Regions from separate parts of the Triticum aestivum genome. Here region 1 is linked to region 2. Evidence: chromatin contacts called from public Hi-C data. All regions are on one chromosome and are shown on one strand. The core of a region is the stretch at or near the end of the contact, and the rest is flanking DNA. Distances in the headings are between cores, read along the strand shown. Region 1 holds the start of LOC123180227 (dihydrolipoyl dehydrogenase 1, mitochondrial). Region 2 has its middle 16 kb from the start of LOC123180225.

What was found. Hi-C and Micro-C count contacts between places; a contact is called where the count stands out from the background.
Region 1: a contact with region 2 is called in a Hi-C map of leaf, with 4 times the contacts expected there. The contact joins the promoter of LOC123180227 here to the enhancer-like site in region 2. A contact is called at or near these places in 2 of 5 Hi-C or Micro-C datasets (both in leaf).

Annotation. Positions count from the first base shown.
Region 1 is chr1D:52,625,756-52,632,201 of IWGSC CS RefSeq v2.1, forward strand. It overlaps LOC123180227 (dihydrolipoyl dehydrogenase 1, mitochondrial), which reads left to right and starts at 4,750. Exons shown (of 2, transcript XM_044592209.1): 1 at 4,750-5,119. The coding sequence starts at 4,853. LOC123180226 (hydroxyproline O-galactosyltransferase GALT3) reads left to right here. Exons shown (of 7, transcript XM_044592208.1): 2 at 1,470-1,719; 3 at 1,804-2,079; 4 at 3,048-3,176; 5 at 3,498-3,674; 6 at 3,751-3,858; 7 at 3,954-4,440. The coding sequence ends at 4,160.
Region 2 is chr1D:52,428,319-52,434,868 of IWGSC CS RefSeq v2.1, forward strand. No RefSeq gene overlaps it. Among protein-coding and RNA genes, the nearest start is that of LOC123180225, 16 kb to the right of the region's middle. Within about 2 kb of position 4,638, at least 6 of the 8 cell types and tissues checked have an H3K27ac peak or open chromatin away from gene starts, as enhancers often do. A contact at or near this core is called in leaf, where this site is marked.

The DNA.
Region 1 (6,446 bases), core at 3,500-5,999, 200 kb after region 2:
GTGGTATCAACCTGGAGTATGCGAGCACCACTTTTGATATATAATTGACTGCATTTAGGATTGCTGAGTTTAACGTTGTGTTGATCTTCAATTCATCATAACACAGATACACGATGATTATTTATGCTAACAATGAGAGCGACCGACAAATGGGCCATAATAACTCGGTTAGATGCCATATTGTGTCCTCAGCAAATTTATCACGACCAGCATCTAATGATGGTTGATGTCATTTTGAACAGACAATAGATCAGAATATTCTACTGCCAGCTTCCAAATGGACGGATTTAGTTGGTACCAGGCTACCAGTGAACAGTCTTTATTTTCATTGCTTGTTGGGGTTTTAGTTGTTGATGGTCGTGGTTAAGTATATCTATATCCAAAGAATTTTTGGGTAAAAGTAATATGTTAATTGCCCTTAGAACTTTGATTTGCTATTTGAGTAGCTGCAGTGGTGATGACCAAAAGGTGCAGTAATCCTATATGCCGAATGAACGTTATGGTTTTGTTAGCGTCCTTTTATGGCTCTATCATGGGTCTTATACTCTTATTATTAATAATGTTCTTGTTATGGAAACAACTTTTGGCTAGTGTATCCTTAGTAGGGTGGTTAGAGAAATGTAATTAGGGCTGTGTACAACGGCCTTATAGCGAAGGTCATTGTACACCGACAAAGTGACACGGCTATGTTTTTTAAATAGGTTCAGCCGCCTCGTGGGAGGGTGACCTACATCCTATGAAGAGAGCCGTTGGGAGAAGTGCTCTGCGCACGGAACATTTAGAACGTTGCCACTTCCGAAGTCCCACAACTCCCGACGGTCCGAGCCTTAAAAGGTCCCTCGGACTCGAAAACCTGGCCCTGGCCTCCTTCAACCTTGGTTCTGAGGGCTAAGTGTCTCTCCTCTTGAATTTATTCAAGTGTGAGTGAATGAGTTGCATGCCATGGGGGCTATTTATAGGCTAGGGGTCTTTGACAACTGACCGAGGTTACCATTGAACTAAGGAAGTGGAACCATGGAAGGGCAGAACTAGGTAACCTTTTGTCCATGAGTCCATGCGCTCATGGTGGGCTAGGAGGGGAATTGTGGCCCATGGGAGCCCATCACCATATAAAGGCTTTCCTCTTGGGCCTGGGCTCCTTTGCTTGTTTGCCTTCATTTTTTACCTGGTTTTTTATTTTTCTTCTCTTCCTTTGACTTGTTGACCACGAGGACTTGCTTGGACTTTTGTTGACTATATGGTTGCTTGCTTGGACCCATGGTAGATTGCATGGAGTTGTGTTGACAGTCTTGTACTTGCGTTGACCATCCATGTGGATGCCATGTAGGACTTAAGTGGGCCTCCGGTATAATTTAGCCATTCCCTCAACAAATAAAAATATATCTGTATGTATTATTTGAATTATGTAATATTTTTCTTGTTCTTATAGTTTCTGGTGGTTATGATAAAACAAAATTTCTTTTGATCAGTCCGGTCGATGCCCTTGTTCGTTGCAATCAGCAAGTGAGTGTGAATACCATTCAGGGGAGTAGCAACACCACACAGAATGTTAGTGCGAACCAGCCTGAAGATGAAAAGAGGCTCAAAGGACGTGCACATTTCAGTGGCAGCACTGCAATTGTCGAAGGAGAACCTTTTACAGCAACACTGTGGGCTGGTGCTGAGGGGTTCCATTTGACAGTAAATGGGAGGCACGAGACATCGTTTGCATACAGAGAGGTAAGCTTACGCTAAGTGACAAGACTGCATTCATAAATGTTCATGAGTATTGGATAATTATGAATGCTGTTAGGTTTTTGATAGAGGTTGGAGCCATGGTCAGTAGCAGAAGTCAAGGTCTCTGGGGATTTGGAGCTCCTATCAATCTTGGCTAATGGATTGCCAGTTTCAGAAGATGTAGACATGGCTAGTGTTGAGCTTCTGAAGGCCCCACCTGTTCCAAAGAAGCGGATTTTTCTTCTTGTTGGTGTTTTCTCTACTGGAAACAACTTCAAGCGCCGGATGGCTTTGAGACGAACATGGATGCAATATGAGTCTGTCCGCTCAGGCGAAGTAGCTGTGCGGTTTTTCACTGGCCTTGTAAGCTTACTTCAATCGCCTTGAGTGCAGTTACAGTTTTTCAGATTCTTTCTTTTGCATCAATATTTCTGTTCAGTTGTGATTGCTTATTGGATTGAGCGACACTTGCTTATTACTTGGATCTTCCTAATCCTAATTGCTTTTCCAGTTTCCTGTAGCAGTTATTATATCTACACAGACTAGCTTCTACGTAGTAGTATGTGAACACCAATTCCATTCAAGAGGGTACCATTTTGGGAGAGACTGACCATGTTTCTTCATAATATGAATATTAGATGAAGCAACATCACAGTGTATAACTTGCTAAATTTTTGTTTTGGATTGAGGAACATTTAGTTACTATATCCACACGTTTTGACAGATGGGTTTTCACTTAGTTGCTTACATAGTTACTGTGTGAAAAAGTTTTAAAGAAAGGGGAAGATAATGGAATAAGTTTTGGGAGTCAATCCTGTGTAGGAATGTTTTGGACCTAAGATGCAAATAGACCCTTACACTGCTTCTTATTGGACAACTACTTCTCGCCATACTAATACACCAATGAATAGATTATGCAATTTATATATTAATTACTTTCCATGTTAAAGAAATATATATTTCACTGTTTCCTACCTCTTACATTTGAAGTAGGCTTATATAGCCTTAACAATCCAGCTAGCACCTTGTTCAGTAGTTGTTGCAGATAAATTTTAAAATGCCGAAAGGTTACTAAAATTCCAGCTATATCCCAACAATGCAGATCTTCTTTTTCCTTGGTTTTGTTTTATTCATGGCAATCGTGAAGCTTAAATTAGCACTGGGTAATCAAGGTGAATTTCTGCGAAGAATAGCAAGACAATGTTAAATTGAAGGAACAAATATTTTTTAAGCTCTTTTTTCATCCATGACAAATAAGGTGCTCAAGTGTTACTATGACCTAGTACTAGTTTCATCCAATGTGATCGTCATTTTTTCGACCTCAAATGCAGCATAAGAATGAGCAGGTCAATATGGAATTATGGAGAGAAGCTCAGCTGTATGGTGATATCCAGTTTATGCCATTTGTTGACTACTATACCTTGATCACTCTAAAGACTGTTGCAATTTGTATGTTTGGGGTATGTATTCTCTTTCTGGTTTGCAGCTTATACGAACTTCATTTTCCTTGCTCTCTGTAGGGCATAACTAGATTTTTTTTAATACTCCAAAATTACCATGGTTTTTGGAAAACACACAGTTTATTAACTTATGGTATTTACTGGATACAAACACCTTTGTCATGGTTTGCTTATTATGCATGTTCTTGTATGTGTTAAGTAAACCTGAAATCACCATGGCTTTAGCACCTACTCAAATTCCAGATATGGGTTATAGGCTATATATAGTAATATATGCACATCCTGGCAACATAAACTTATATTTTGTCTACAAATTTGCAGACCAAAATTATGCCTGCAAAGTACATCATGAAAACAGATGACGATGCTTTTGTTAGGATTGATGAAGTCATCTCTAGCCTGAAGAAGGCCAACCCCCATGGTCTCTTGTATGGTCTTATGTCTTTCCAGTCTTCACCACACAGAGACAAGGATAGCAAGTGGTTTATCAGTCCAAAGGTATGGCATGTTTCCAGTTACCCTGCCCTGCACACGTTCATTCTCAGGCTGCTTTTCTTACCCTTGAGGAACACAGGAATGGCCTGTCGAAACATATCCGCCGTGGGCTCATGGTCCCGGATACGTAATTTCAAGGGACGTTGCTAAATTCGTGGTTCAAGGTCACCAAGAACGAACACTTCAGGTTCGAAGATAAATCAACTCGCAATACATTCGTAAACTTCTTTCTTGTGTTTACCCTTTGACAAATCTCTTGATTGATCTCGTTTGCTGCCTCAGCTATTTAGACTTGAAGACGTGGCCATGGGAATATGGATCCAGCAATACAAAGACAGTGGCCAGCAAGTGAACTATGCCAACGATGAGCGCTTCTACAACGAAGGATGCGACTCTGATTACGTCCTCGCCCACTACCAGAGCCCGAGGCTTATGATGTGCTTGTGGGAGAAGCTCCAGAAGGAATCTCAAGCAGTGTGCTGTGAATAACTCTGAATCAGTGTTAGCACGAGCCGTGCAAGGACGCGGTAGATCAGTTAGTCTTGTTGTTGTTGTTGTTGTTGGTGGTGGTGGTGGTGGTGGTATGCGTCCAGCATTTTTATGTGGGTGGGAAGTTTGTGTGTAACAGTTGTAACAACCGGCGATCATCGTTCTTTTGTTCCGATCAACGTTTTTGTTTCACGGAAGAGAGTGTTGATCCATGTATATGAATGTTGTTCTCAAATGAGACTTTGAGAGAGATTGCTAACTAGAGATCTCGAGCTTTTCATATGTTCGTTCCCAGCGATGAAGTTACGGTAAACAAACCATGCATAACTCAAGAAATTTAACTTGAACACGACAGATTTCTGAAAATGCCGTGTTTGAAACAGATTGATTGAATGAGAAGCATGCCTTGCTTTTTAGTGGTTCTGAAAGAGAAGTAGGGATAGCAAAATAAATTGACTTGTGAGGGCAGAGCCTCCCCAGGATCCCAGTGGTCTACAAGGCCATATCCATCCTCTGCAGGATTGGGTGTTCGCTGTGAGCCAGCAACATCCCTCTCGGCCCAACGTACGGCCGCACACATTCCCGCCACGTCCGGCCCCGGCCCCGGCCCGGTAGAGAACAAATAACTTTTATCGACCAGATGCCATAGGCGCTTCCCACCCTCTCCTGTCGAAGAAAGGAAACAGAGGAAGATGGCGCTGGCTATCCTGGCGAGGCGGAGGGCGGCGGAGGCGGTGGCGCGGCGGGCGCACGCCCCCGGGGCGGCGGCGCTGTCCGCGTGGAGGGCGTACGCGGCGGCGGCGGCGGCGGAGGAGAGCGACGTCGTGGTGGTCGGCGGCGGGCCGGGAGGGTACGTGGCGGCCATCAAGGCGGCCCAGCTGGGGCTCAAGACCACCTGCATCGAGAAGAGGGGCACCCTCGGCGGCACCTGCCTCAACGTCGGATGCATCCCCTCCAAGGTGATTGATTGACTGACGACGCCCTCTCCGTTTGTTTGCTGTCCCGTTCATTCGCGGCGCGATGCGAGGTGACGCCGCCGAGTGTTTCTAGATCTGTGATGCATGGCTATTAATTAGGTTCTCGTCGTTCGTTGTAGCTCATGTGTTGTTACTTTTATTAATTTATGATGTGATGATGAAGCGCCTTTTTGTGATGCATGAACTCTGGCCTTGCAGCGGGGTAGCATTTTGGGCTATATATGCAGCTAGGGTTTGAGTTCCCTTGATTAGAGGTCTTTTGCAATCTACCGCCATGATTAGAGGTCTTATGCATTATCTTTGTGGCCAAGAATTGAAATTATGTCAAATTCAGTTTTATTATGTGTTTGTAAATTTCTTGGACCGCGAGATTTGTTTGGTTTTCATTAAGCTTAGGCCACAAAGTTTGTTATTCCAACTTGCAAGCATCATCTGAGTAACTTATTTTTGTTTTTTTATAACCATTTTTTTTCCAGTTAGACTTTGTACCCTTATAATTTCTGTATACACTTGTAAGGATTTCATTTGATTTGCAATCAGTTAAATGTGTCTATTTTTAACCTTGCTAACAATATAGTACTCCCTCCATTCCACAATGTAGTGCGCATGGTTTTTTCTTGAAGTCAAACATCACAAAGTTTGACCAAGTTTATTGAGAAAATATCAACAATAATAATACAAAATAAATATAATACAGAAGTCTATCTTGTGCTTTATATATGTAGTGATATGAATTTGATAATATATACGTAGATACTTTTCTCTATAAACTTGGTTAAAGTTGATGAAGTTTGACTTCCTAAAAAATCTATATGCACCACATTATGGAACAGAGGGAATATGTCATAATTAGGTTCTTGTCGTTCGTTGTAGCTCATGTGTTGTTACCTTTCATTAATTAATGTGATGTGATTATGAGGCGCCTGTTTGTGATGCATCAACTCTGGTATTGCCGCGGGGTAGCATTTTGGACTATGCAGCTAGGCTTTGAGTTCCGTGATTATTAGAGGTCTTTTGCAATATACCGCCATGATTAGAGGTCTTTATGCGTTATCTTTGTGGCCCAGAATTGAAATTACGTCAAATTCGGTTTTATTATGTGTTTGTAAATTTCTTCCACTCTGAGATTTGGCTGGTTATCATTACCTTGGGTAATAAGGCTTATATTTGTTATTCCAACTTGTGAGCATCATCTGAGTAAATTATTTTTGTTTGCTTTATAGCTATTTTTGTTCCAGTTAGGCTTTGTACCCTTATAATTTCTGTTTACACTTGCGAGGACTTCATTTGCAATCAGTTAGATGGGTCT
Region 2 (6,550 bases), core at 3,388-5,887:
ACCCGAGTATTCCGCATGTGCAAAACTGTCTTGCACCCGTTGTATGTGAACGTAGAGTCTATCACACCTGATCATCACTTGGTGTCTCAATACGACGAATTGTCGCGACGGTGCATACTCAGGGAGAACACTTATACCTTGAAATTTAGTTAAGGGATCATCTTATAATGCTACCGCCGTACTAAGCAAAATAAGATGCATAAAAGATAAACATCACATGCAATCAAAATATGTGGCAATATGGCCATCATCATGTTGTGCTTTTGATCTCCATCTCCAAAGCATCGTCATGATCTCCATCGTCACCGGCTCAATACCTTGATCTCCGTCGTGGCGTCGTGGTCGTCTCGCCAACTATTGCTTCTACAACTATCGCTAACGCATAGTGATAAAGTAAAGCAATTACATGGCGTTTGCATTTCATTCAATAAGAGACAACCATAAGGCTCCTACCGGTTGCGGATAACTTTTACAAAACATGATCATCTCATGCAATAACGTATATCACATCATGTCTTGACTATATCACATCACAACATGCCCTGCAAAACAAGTTAGACGTCCTCTACTTTGTTGTTGCAAGTTTTACGTGGCTGCTATGGGCTTCTAGCAAGAACTGTTCTTACCTACGCATCAAAACCAAAACGGTGTTTCGTCAAGTTTGCTGTTTTAACCTTCTTCAAGGACCGGCCGCAGTAAAAATCAATTCAACTAAAGTAGGAGAAACAGACACCCGCCAGCCACCTTTATGAAAAACTAGTTGTATGTCTGTCGGTGGAACCGGTCTCATGTGCGTGGACATGAAAGGTTGGTCCAGGCCGCTTCATCCCACAATACCGCCGAATCAAAATAAGACTTTGTTGGTAAGCAGTATGACTATCACCGCACACAACTCTTTGTGTTCTACTTGTGCAAATCATCTACGCATAGACCTGGCTCTGATGCCACTGTGGGGAAACGTAGCATGCAATTTCAAAAAAATTCTTACGCTCGCACAAGATCTATCTAGGAGATGCATAGCAACCAGGGGAAGAGTGAGTCTACGTACCCTTGCAGACCATAAGTAGAAGCGTTTGACAACGCGGTTGATGTAGTCAAACTTCTAGCTCCGACCGATCAAGCACCGAACGTACGGCACCTCCGAGTTCTGCACACGTTCAGCGCGATGACGTCCTTTCGCCTTCTTGATCCAGCAAGGTGTCGAGGAAGTAGATGAGTTCAGTCAACACGATGGCGTGGTGACGGTGATGGTGAAGTGATCGGCGCAGGGCTTCGCCTAAGCACCGCGAGAATATGACCGGGGTGTAAATTGTGGAGGGGGGCACCGCACACGGCTAACAATTGATGTTGTGTGTTCTAAGCGCCCCCCTCCTCATATATATAGGTGGGAGGGAGAGAGGAGAGGCCAAGGGGCGCCCGAAGTGGGGCCGAATCCCACTTGGGCTCCTGCCCTGGTTCCCCCCCCCCCTTCCTTGTATAGGCGCCAGGGGAAGGAAGGGGGAGGTGGCGCCCCCCACCCCCCTTCCTTTGTCCCCTGAGGAGGGTAAGGAAGGAGGGACTTGCCCTCCCCCCTTTCCTTTCCCTAGGGCTGGCCGGCCTGGTGGAGGAGCGCACCAGCCCCTTGTGGGCCGGTCTGTCCCCCCCTTGGCCCAATAAGCCCATATCTTTGCCGGGGGTGCCCGGAACCCCTTTCGGTGACCCTATATGTACCCGGTATCCTCCGGAACACTTCCGGTGTCCGAATACCATCGTCCTATATATCAAACTTTACCTCTCGACCATTTCGCGACTCCTCGTCATGTCCGTGATCTCATCCGGGACTCCAAACAACATTCGATCACCAAATCACATAACTCATATAATACTATATCGTCATCGAACGTTAAGAGTGCGAACCCTACGGGTTCAAGAACTATGTAGACATGACCGAGGCACCTCTCTGGTCAATAACCAATAACGGAACCTGGATGCCCATATTGGCTCCTACATATTCTACGAAGATCTTTATCGGTCGAACCGTTATGACAACATACGTAATTTCCTTTGTCCATTGGTATGTTACTTGCCCGAGATTCGATCGTCGGTATCTTCATACCTAGTTCAATCTCGTTACCGACAAGTCTCGTTACTCGTTCCATAATACATCATCCTGCAACTAACTCATTAGTCACTTTGCTTGCAAGGCTTCTTATGATGTGTATTACCGAGAGGGCGTAGAGATACCTCTCCGATACTCGGAGGGACAAATCCTCATCTCGATCTATGCCAACCCAACAAACACCTTCGGAGATACCTATAGAGCATCTTTATAATCACCCAGTTACGTTGTGACGTTTGATAGCACAAAAGGCATTCCTCCGGTATCCGGGAATTGCATAATCTCATAGTCGAAGGAATAAGTATTTGACATGAAGAAAGCAATATCAATAAAACTGAACGATCAATATGCTATTCTAACGGATGGGTCTTGTTCATCACATCATTCTCCTAATGATGTGATACCGTTCATCAAATGAAAACACATGTCTATGGTTGGGAAACTTAACCATCTTTGATTAACGAACTAGTCTAGTAGAGGCTTACTAGGGACACGGTGTTTTGTCTATGTATCCACACATGTATCAAGTTTTCGGTTAATACAATTCTAGCATGAATAATAAACATTTATCATGATATAAGAAAATATAAAATAACAACTTTATTATTGCCTCTAGGGCATATTTCCTTCATGTAGAGCACCTTTATGATCACCTAGTTACGAAGTGACGTTTGATAGCACATAAGGTATTCCACCGGTATCCGGGAGTTGCATGATCTCATGGTCGAAGGAATGTGTATTTGACATTAAGAAAGCTATAGCACATAAACTAAACGATCTGATGCTAAGGTTATGGTTGGGTCTTGTCCATCACATCATTCTACCATTGATGTGATCCTGTTATCAAATGACAACTCGTGTCTATGGTTAGGAAACCTCAACCATCTTTGACACGGTGTAGTTTATGTATTCACACATGTATTTAAGTTTCGGTCAATACAACTCTAGCATGAACAATAAACTATCATGAACGGAAATATGATAATAACGATTTTATTATTGCCTCTAGGGCATATTTCCAACATCTCGGACTCCTCCATGACAGCCCGCACCGGCCGCTCCTCCTTTTCAGTCGTCATGGTGGAAGCTGTCGGTGGTGGCAGTGACGGGGAGACAGAGGGCATCGGCGTCAGGCCGCACACTCTGGGTGGGCTATCCTCGCGCACACGCGAAGCGCGGGGCGGGCTACAAGCATGGCCGACAAAGTAGGTTTGCTAGCACATGTCGTGCTCGTCATGGGACAAAGTGTCCTAGAGTGCCGAGTCGATGTCGTAGCGCCGGTCGGCGAGGTACTGGCGCGGGATGTGGGCGCACCAGTGGGTGATCTCTTCCAGGCGGGCGCGGCCGATGCCACCCATTGAGGAGGTGGACATCGGACCACGGCAACGGAGTGCCGACGTCCACCTTGACGTATGGTCGGAAGTGTTGAAATATATTGCCCACCTCCCTTCATCAGTTCGGACTTTTGGAGCAACCGGTCGGTGCATGAATTCAATATGGTATCCGAGCCAAGATGTCTTGAGTCAAGACCCTGCCAACGCAGTATTAAATAAAACGATTCTGCGGCCTACATCGATCCCACGTCTAAGGACTAAAATAGTCTAGACGTGAGAGGGAGTGTTGAAATATATTGCCCACCTCCCTTCATCAGTTCGGAGTTTTGGAGCAACTGGTCGGTGCATGAATTCAATAGGAAGTGCGCCGGAGCCGCCGGAGGGGAGATCATGAATGCCGCCGCCGGCGTGGAGTTCGTGGTCACGCTTCCCGACGAGGCGGACGACGAGCCTACCTCATGGTCGTGTTAATTTGCCCTTCTTGCCCGGCACCCACTTCCAGAAGCCCATCGCGACGGCCGGCGGTGAGTGAGGTGGGGCGGCGCGGCTAGGGTTTGGTGTCGGGCATGGAGGGAACAATGTAGTGAGGACGGTGTGGGGAAGTGAAAGTGGACCGGCCAGTCCACGGCTTCGTCATAAAAAAGGACGCGGCCGGACCGGCTGGGTGGCTGACTGGCAGATGTACTAATCTATTGAGCGATATTGTCTTCTTTTCTCTTCTAGTGGTAGTACGTGGTGATATGCTGCTTTATACAATTGTCCTCGAAGTCGTCCATGATTATTCATGCCACCAACCGAAAGTCACCCATGATTCAATCAGCTGTGTTGATCTTCTAAATAACTTAGCTTGGCTACCAAGCACTAATCCTACTAAATGGATAATGCTGTTGTTGGCTAAAACTACTGCTAATCGTACACAAAGTGGTGATAATCATAGCATAAGTAAAGTACTCCCTCCGTTCCTAAATATAAGTCTTTGTAGAGATTTCACTATAAACTACGTACGGATGTATATAGATGCATTTAGAGTGTATATTCATTCATTTTGCTTGTCTATAGTGAAATCTTCTTAAAAATTTATATTTAGGAACGGAGGGAGTAGATGTGAGCGTGCATGAACTGATGCCACGAGGTTGGAATCGTCAACGTCAGTCAGCATGGATAAATAGATGGCTGCCTACGTGGACGTCGCTATCTCCTGGGCCGAGGGGGTCCCACCTGCGGGCCTGCGTGTGGGCCCGGCGGCCCAGCCGCGCGGCACGGCATAGGTCGATTTCCGTCGAAGAAAACTGGCGTGCGGCGCGCGTCCACGTCCTCCATGAAGCGTGTGTTGGTCTCGACGGATAGGCGGCAGGTCCCTGTACCTCATTTGGCCGCTTTCAATCGTATACAAAAATTCCTGCCAGGACGTCTCGCACAACACATGCATGGATGGCGGCCTCGCCGTCGCCACCTTCGTGAGATGGCAATGGCAGCTAGCTTCGCCGACATCACCAGATGAGAGAGTGAGTGAGCTCCCCCGACTACCGGATAATGTAATGCAATACACACACATGACGGTCCAAGTGTTAAAATGCCGTGCCAGATGACAAATTTCCAAATCCACCAGGATTTCAACAGGTTCCACGCAACATCATGCGTGACACTGGCTTGAATGAATTGCCATTGATGCACCTCTGCATGAGTTGTATGGAGCAGTGGTGCGATTTTCAGAGAAGTGATAATTTGGACCTACTAGCCTAGGAATGTGCAAGCAAGCTAGAAACGGGCTAGGCGTCGCTTTCGTGCCGGGCGGTGCGGAGTCGCTGTCCGCGTAATTCCATGCGAAGGAAGGAAAGCAAGGAGCGGGGGAGTGATGGCCGGTCAGTGGACTTTGTGGATTTTTTTCCCTCTTCCTTTTCTTCGAGAAATTATCACATGGAATTACAGTTTCAGTGGAAACCGATGAAAACCACAAGGAAACGATGTTTTAAAGTTTCGAAAAAATCTAAAAAAAATGAGACGTTAAGAGTGTGATTGTGACGCCCGGATAGTTAGGCTACAGTAATCCCACGTTAATGATGCCACGTCACCTCGATTACTGTTGCTAATCTCGCGTTAGTTCGAAACCGGTTCGAATTCAAATTTAAAATCAAGCAAACAATAAAATATTTTCAAATATTAAAACTAAAATGTTGGGGTGTTGCCAAATAATGCATAGGTAATTATTGTACAGAAACCACAATTTTATAAAAGGTTTAAGTGCACTAAAAGATTTAAAACAGCAGCAAAACATTTAACTAACTACCCTTTTCAAATTGATAAAATATTAAACTATTTTGTTTTAGTTGCGGAGCTAATTGTGGTAGTGGCATAATTATTAATGCTCTTTTAGGTACAACTTTTGTATTCTATAAAAGCTAAAATTAAATAAAATAGAAAAGAAAATTAAATAAAAAGAAAAGACAAAACTGTAAACAAAAACAAAAATAAAAACAAAAGGCAAACTCCCTCCGCCTGGGCTGTTTGGCTCAACTGGGCACCCAGCTGGTCGGCCCACCCCTTGGGCTATACCCCCTCACCCCCACTACGTGACCTAGCCCACACCCCATACCCCCCCCCCCCCCCCCGAAATATCTCCCCCCTCTCCCCCGATTGGATCGGGATCGAGAGGAGGAGACCGCTGGACGCCGCCGCCCGGAGCGCGGCCTCGCCGGAGCTTCCCCCGCCGGACTGCCTCCTCCTCTTCAACGGCTTGCCTCCTCTTCGTCCCCGACGTCCTCCTCGACCCCCGCTGCCCGAACCCCTAGTGCCCCAGTGAGCCTCCGCCTCGCTCCTCCCCTCCCCTCTGCCCCGCGCTCGCGCGCCCTGCGCTCGTCGCCGCGGCCATCGCACGCGTGCGCCCCGTGCACGCCCGCCGTCGCGCTCCGCTCCTGCCTCTAGCTGCATCTCCCGCCGAGCCCCCGCTCCTGCTGCACCCCGCAGCAACCCCCGCCGCTTTTGCCTTCCTCTAGCGCGCGCTGCCGCCTCCCCACAGGTACCGCAGCCCGCGCCCCCGCCCTCCTTGCCCCGCCGATGGCCCCGCTCCGGCCGCCACCGCGCGGGTGCTGTCCGCCGGCCTCGCCGGGCCTTGCCAGCC